Regions from separate parts of the Xenopus laevis genome. Here region 2 is linked to region 1. A link is a contact called in public Hi-C data. All regions are on one chromosome and are shown on one strand. Each heading gives the region's core, a stretch centred on a gene start, on an enhancer-like site or on the middle of the called end of the contact. The rest is flanking DNA. Distances are from core to core; before and after follow the strand shown.

Region 1 (3,782 bases), core at 60-2,559:
GGATTTCCTTTTTTTTTTTTTTTTTAGCTTTTTATTCAGCAGTTCTCCAGTTTGCTATTTCAGCAGTCTGGTTGCTAGGGTTCAGATTATCCTAGCAACAATGCAGTGATTTCCATTAGAAATATGAATAGTAGAGGGCCTGAATACCAGACCATGCCCATAGGTGTAACGTGCACCAGGCAAAAAAAAACCTGTGGAAGGTCTCAGCACACACAAGTAATGCCGTCAGCTCACATTATCTGCCATCAGTGGTGTCTTTTTTTTTTTTTTTTTTTTTTTTTCTTCTTAGCTGCTCCTCCATCTATCCACCCACTGGCTTCCTTGCGGTGGATAGTTAATTTAAAGGGTTGGTCACCTTAAATGAACTGTTAGTATGATGAGAGTGATATTCTGAGACAATTTGCAATTGGTTTTCATTTTTTTGGAGTTATTAAGCTTTTTATTCAGCAGCTCTCCACTTTGCAATTTCCAGCAATCCGGTTCCTAGGGCCCAAATTACCCTAGCAACCATGCGCGGATTTGAACAAGAGACTGGAATATGAAAAGGAGAGGGCCTGAATAGATGAGTAATAAAAAGTAGCTATAAATATATTTGTACCCTTACAGAGCATTTGTTTTAGATAGGGTCAGTGGCCCCTTCATTTAAAACCTTCAGAAGAAGGTAAATAATTAAAAAAAAACGTAATAGAAAAAATGAAGACCAAATTAAAAGTTGCTTAGAATTAGCCATTCCATAACATAAGTGTTAAAGCTGAACCACCTCTTTTTAAAGCGGCTAAGCATTGAACTGGCTATGGCACCTGGGGAGTGTATTTCAGCTGGTACTGCAGTGGCACTTTTTGGCAGTGAGTGAAATAGGCCCATGATTTCCTGTTTGTTGCAGGGCAATGACTAGTTAGCTCACCCCACAACTAACTCGTGAGCTTGTACGGTCAGGCTTTATTGCTGCCACTATTGCATCTGCCCTTGATTTCTCTGGCCGCTTGGTACAGTACAGATGTGTCCTGCCCATGTCAGGTTAGTGTAGTAACACCAAATTCACAGTTGGGGAGACCGGATGACTTGCGAAAGAATTTGTGAATAATGGAGTGTTCCTCCTGGGTTTTATTGTTCTCTTTTATCCTATTTGCTCTCTCAGGTGTCTTATTACCCTTAGCTGTCCTCTCGTTAATCCCACTCTATGACTAATCCTAGTTATCAAGAAGGGAAAAGATGTGGCGGGGGGGGGGCAGGAAACAAGAGTTCCCCTTCAAGACACCTCCCTTATCCACCCCCAGGGGTTCAGCTGCGTTTCTTACTCCCCCTGTATTGTCATCTGGAAGTGATTACAAAACCCTGAGGGGAGTTTGAGGGGGAAAGGGGGGTGGGATAGTCCTCAGATCCGGCTTCCATTGCCTTCCAAGAGGGGCCACACAAGGAGGTCTTTTAATGGGTCACACCGTGCACAGGCTGCAAGTGAACTGCCCCGACTTCTAACTTCATCAGGCCTAGACTGCACTGAAAATATGTATATGTAGAAAACATGTTGGTGGTTAAAGGAACAGTAACACCAAAAAATGAAAGCGGTTTTATGTAATGAAAATATAATGCAGTGTTGCCCTGCACTGGTAAAACTGATGTTTGCTTCAGAAACACTACTATAGTTCATATAAACAAGCTGCTGTGTAGCAATGGCGGAAATTGGAAAAAACAACAACTATATGGCACAGGTTAAATAGTGGATAACAGATAACACCATTATGTTCTACAGAGCTTATCTGCTGTGTAACCTGAGCCTTTTCTCCTTTGAATGGCTGCCCCATTGCTACACATCAGCTTGTTTAGTGTTTCTGAAGCAAACACACCAGCTTTACCAGTGCAGGGCAACACTGCATTATATTTTTAATACTTTAAAAAAAAAAAAAAACATTTTTGAATTTATTCCTTTAAGCATATATCAGCCAAGCAATACCCTGAGCTGTCACACATCAGTGTTGTAGGACTGACTCCGTTGCATCTAAACTAGATTATTTGGGTTTATTCTATGAGCTATATAGTATATAGGCTAATACTGGATATACACTATTATACCTCACTTTTATCTGCCTTTTGACTGCTTTTAACAATATGACCTTTCTTTCACAGCCTTGCCAACATTCCTTTAACCCCAGAAACACAACGAGATCAAGAGCGGCGGATTCGGCGAGAGATTGCCAATAGCAATGAGCGACGCCGGATGCAAAGTATCAATGCTGGCTTCCAGTCGCTGAAAACTCTTATCCCACACACTGATGGGGAAAAACTGAGCAAGGTGAGTAGAGAAAGCTGCCCAAAAGAAGATAATTGTCATCTGTGTGTCAAAGGTGCTAATAGGAGATCCAAAGCAGAAACTCCCCTTGTCCCTAGGTATGGTTGGGGAGGTGGTGGCTGCTACAGGTGAGATAATAGTCTCTACAAATGGCTGTGTGATAGCAGGTGTAGTAGGGAGAGATGGTGCCTATAGTAACAGTGGATAATAGTCTCTGGGAAGGGAGTGTGACTGTGGGATAGCAGGTATAGTAGTGAGAGATGGTGCCTATAGTAACAGTGGATAATAGTCTCTGGGAAGGGAGTGTGACTGTGGGATAGCAGGTATAGTAGGGAGAGATGGTGTCTATAGTAACAGTGGATAATAGTCTCTGGGAAGGGAGTGTGACTGTGGGATAGCAGGTATAGTAGGGAGAGATGGTGCCTATAGTAACAGTGGATAATAGTCTCTGGGAAGGGAGCGTGACTGTGGGATAGCAGGTGTAGTAGGGAGAGATGGTGCCTATAGTAACAGTGGGATAATAGTCTCTGGGAAGGGAGTGTGACTGTGGGATAGCAGGTATAGTAGGGAGAGATGGTGCCTATAGTAACAGTGGGATAATAGTCTCTGGGAAGGGAGTGTGACTGTGGGATAGCAGGTATAGTATTGGGTGGACAAGGTGCTTGGAGTTGTAGAGCTATAGGTTGGACTGCCCTACATTTCTGTAAATAATGCTTTGCTCCAAAACCATGAAAGACTGTATTGTACAGTACTTTATATACAGTATATATTGTAAGGGGGCAAGTTATTACATGTTAGTCGTTTAGCATTTCAGCTGCAAAATAGTTCCAACATACGTTTTTGGATTTGTTTTTTTTATCTTTCAAAAGGAAAAATGTATGCTTTAATAAGCAGGGTTGACTTATTGTTAAATTATTTTGTAAATGTTCATTAAAACATACCGGTATAGATTACCTATTGACCAGGGAGACAGCATTTCTGGCAAAGATAAAAGAACAATGCAATTTCCTTGTAAGTAATCTACCTTTGCGTAGCATTTTATTGCTATTGCCTAAGCCAACTGTCATAGTTTGATGTTATCCCCCTTTTAAGGCAGCGGTACACGGGGCAATTGCTCGCTTTGTTGGCGGCTGACAAAATACTAACCGGGTTAGGCATAAATAAGCATCTGTCTCTTGGCCCACTAATAATCGTTGCACTGAAAGCTCTAATTTTTTTTACCTGTGTGCAGAAAATTGATATCATTAGCCTAATAGAATCAACTTTCACCCTAGGCTGCAATCCTACAGCAGACGGCAGAATATATATTCTCTTTGGAGCAAGAGAAGACTAGGTTATTACAGCAGAACACACAACTCAAGAGGTTTATACAGGTAAGTACAAGGTGCAAACGTGTCTCTGTACAGCGCGTAGAGGTGGGTCAATTATAGGCTGTATTCAAGTATACTTGATAAAGGGCCTTCATGCCCAAAACATGTTGTTGGAATAAACACCT
Region 2 (3,573 bases), core at 130-2,629, 72 kb before region 1:
CATATGATTCTAATGATTTGATCGTACGATCGTACGATTTTCCTTCGAAACCCAAAAACTTAAAAATATGCTCTGGTAGGTCCCCATAGGCTAACATAGCACTTCGGCAGGTTTAAGTTGGCGAAGTATTGAAGTCGAAGTTTTTTTAAAGAGACAGTACTTCGATTATCGAATAGTCGAACGATTTTTACACTGAATCGAAGTCGAAGTAAATTCAAAGTTGTAGTATCCTATTCGATCGTCTAATTTTGATTTTTTTTTACTTCGAAAATTCCTTCAAATTCACTTCGACCCTTGATAAATCTGCCCCTAGGACATTCTGTAACATACTCAGTTAATGTAAAGGAGAACTACCCTTTTAATTAAACTACTGCGTGGTATAAGAAAGAAACTACTCCACAAAAGTTTTAATATGGTAATATTTCCAATTAATCTGATTGTTTCAGTTAAAGGAACAGTAACACCAACAAATGAAAGTGTATTAAAGTAATTAAAATATAATGCAGTGTTACCCTACAGTGAAAGAAAATGGTGTGGGGGAGTTTGTGAAACTTCAATAAAATTCACTTTGTATTGCATCCATGAGTGTTCCTGATGTTCCCTGATACATGTTTACAGTGAGGAGCAGCAGGGATTTGACAGATCTGCGGTGAGTGCCGGTGAGAGAGAGAGAGAGAGAGATATATATATATTCTATAGCTGCTGTGTAGTCATGGGGGCAACCATTCAAGCAAAATGGCTGGTAAAAATTATGCTTGATTCCAATGTTATTAATAAGAAAAAACTGCAAGTATAAAGGATACACAGGATACACAGTAAATAACAGATAAGTTCTGAAGAATCCCATTGTATACTACAGAGCTTATCTGTTATCTACTGTGTATCCTGTGCCTTTTCTTTATAAGCTTTGAATGGCTGCCCCATGGCTACACAGCAGCTTGTTTATATAAACGACAATAGTGTTTCTAAAGCAAACTTAACTTTGACTAGTCCCACAGTAAATTATATTTGAATGTCTACAACACATTTATTTTTTGCTGTTACTGTTGCTTTAAACATGAACAGAGACCACGAAACCGTCCACTGCACCTCCCTGACGGAACTATTATTGTAGCGCTAACATGGCAGAACTGCCCATACTCGACTCTCATACAGTAACATTAGATTCTGGCAGTACAAAGATGGCGCTGCTGCACATCCGGTTAAACCTTGAACGCGACGTTATTCGACAGACGTCTGTCACGACCACGAAGGAGCTGTCATGGTTACCTAGGTGGACCAAAGGGAGGACCAACATGGCCGCCTAGCGTCTTCCGGTTGCACTATTCCCTCTGACCCCACAAGGATAACCTTGAATTTTTCAGCGCTGGCCGCCGAATCACGATGGTAAGTGAGACGTAAGAAACAGGGGCATTAGATATTGATCTGTCAAAGCGCGTGTTAGGACAGGTGACATGTCCAGATGTAGGGTCACGTGGGGACAGCTCCAATGTCATGTGGCACTTTGTGTGGGTATTATTGTGCCAGTCTGGCCAGTCTCTTCTACTAATGCCACTTTGTCCCATGACTACCCTGGTTGCCTGTGTGACTATATAACTGCCATTGTCCTTCGGTTTGACACTGTCCCTGGATTTTTATTTTCTCATTAAAACCTGCCTAGAAGAAGCACAAGGATTTTGTGTTTATTTATTTATTTTTGATTATTACTATAGTTTCTAAAGCACCAGCATATTCCCCAGTAGATCTGTACAGTATATATTAGGAAGACCACGTAGAGGATGACAGACAGACAGACAGACAAGAGAGGCATTTCAAACAATGGGACAAGCACGAGGGCCCTGCCCACAAGAGCTTACAATCCAGGACTGGCTGCTAAATGATAAGCCTGATATTTGAAGTAAAAAGAAAAAAACACTTAGAAGAAAAGTGATCAGAGACAATTTTGGTTTTGGACCCCTATAATGAGATACATTCTTGGGTAGTTACCCCTTTTTAGTCTAATTCCATTTTTTATGATTTTGATTCGGCTGTGGTAAGAGCTTCAGATTTTCCATTTTATAGTTTCTGTTTACTCTGCCAGCACTGAGCTTTCTTATCTCTCTCTCAGGCCTAGGGTTGCCACCTGGCCAGTATTTTACCCACCTGACCTGTAAAAATGATTCTTGTACCCAATGTTATTAATAGAGAAGAAATCTAAATATTTAGGAAGGCCGGTATTTTTTTCCAAAAAAGGTGGCAGCCCTATTCACAGATAAACTAGCCATTCAGATTGGCAGCTAGTTGTTCCCTTTATGGGGTCAAAATGATGAAGTCACTGACCAGTATCAGTTTAGTAATAGTAATCAGACAAAAAATCCTGTCAGGTAAGGAGTGTCTGTTGTCATGGGACAGCCCCACGTGTGACCTGGTTGTTGGCTCCTACTTGTACCATTGGATCAGCCCAATCTAGCCCAGCACTGGGGTGGCAGAGTCAGCAGAAGAAGGTCACCCGATGAGCAAAGGGGTTGTTCACCTTTGAGATAACTTTTAGTAGGATGTAGAGAGTGATATTCTGAGACAGTTTGCAATTGGTTTTCATTTTTTATTATTTGTGTTATTTATATAGTTTTTTTATTCAGCAGCTCTCCAGTTTGCAATTATAGCAATCCGGTTGCTAGGGTCCAAATTACCCTAGCAACCATGAATTGATTTGAAAAAGAGACTGGAATATGAATAGGAGAGGGGCTGAATAGAAAGACGAGGAATGCCAAGTAGCAATAACAGCACATTTGTAGACTTACCGATCATTTGTTTTTTGGATGGGTCAGCGACGCCCATTTGAAACCTGCAATGAGTCAGAAAAAAAAGGAAAATAACTAAAAAAAATAAACAATGAAGACCAATTGACGATGGCGGCACTGTAGCACTACTTTTATTCCCAGGGCTGGCCAATGTCGTTTATTGGGGGGGGGGGACATGTAACCTATTGCCAGTTCCAGTGAATTTGTTTTTCTTTATCTTTTAAATCTTTTCATTTACACCCTGTGCCCTTCGTTATTTTCTCTACAGGCCAAGTACTTGGCGCAGATCGTGGTGATGGGCATGCAAGTGGTGGGCCGGGCATTCACACGTGCCCTACGCCAGGAGTTTGCTGGTAAGAACACATGTGTAGGCATAGGATCCCTTATTTACAGACCCATCAGCTCTGAATTCACGGTATGATTAGCTTCCATAAAGTCAATTTTAAGTTTTAAATTGCCCTTATCTGGAAAACTCCAGGTCCCAAGCATTCTGGATAATAGGTCCTATACCTGCATATTGCATTTATCCTTGAGGGCTGTTTTATTGTAATGCAGTCAAACCCCAGTTTTATGTACCCCAGTATTATGTTTTCCAGACTGGACTTCATGCTCTAATGCATTTCAGTAGTAGCATTTCATGACAGCACTTTGCCCCAGTTTCCTTATAAAACCCCTGTTTTCCCCTGTGCATGTGACTTTTCTCACATTTTAAGTTTTGTTTTTTTGTCGATTAAACAGTTTTTACCAAAGAAACAACGATTTTACATCGCCCCATTTTACATTTTCCTCAATG

Evidence for each region. Hi-C and Micro-C count contacts between places; a contact is called where the count stands out from the background.
Region 2: a Hi-C map of the XTC cell line shows a contact between it and region 1, with 4 times the contacts expected there. The contact joins the promoter of pam16.L here to the enhancer-like site in region 1. A contact is called at or near these places in 2 of 4 Hi-C or Micro-C datasets (the XL177 cell line and the XTC cell line).

Annotation. Positions count from the first base shown.
Region 1 is chr9_10L:116,884,803-116,888,584 of Xenopus_laevis_v10.1, reverse strand. It overlaps tfap4.L (transcription factor AP-4), which reads left to right. Exons shown (of 7, transcript XM_018236536.2): 2 at 2,125-2,290; 3 at 3,562-3,660. Among protein-coding and RNA genes, the nearest start is that of tfap4.L, 7.1 kb to the left of the region's middle. Within about 2 kb of position 1,309, at least 2 of the 7 cell types and tissues checked have an H3K27ac peak or open chromatin away from gene starts, as enhancers often do.
Region 2 is chr9_10L:116,956,633-116,960,205 of Xenopus_laevis_v10.1, reverse strand. pam16.L (presequence translocase associated motor 16 L homeolog) reads left to right here and starts at 1,379. Exons shown (of 5, transcript NM_001091264.1): 1 at 1,379-1,386; 2 at 3,049-3,133. The coding sequence starts at 1,384.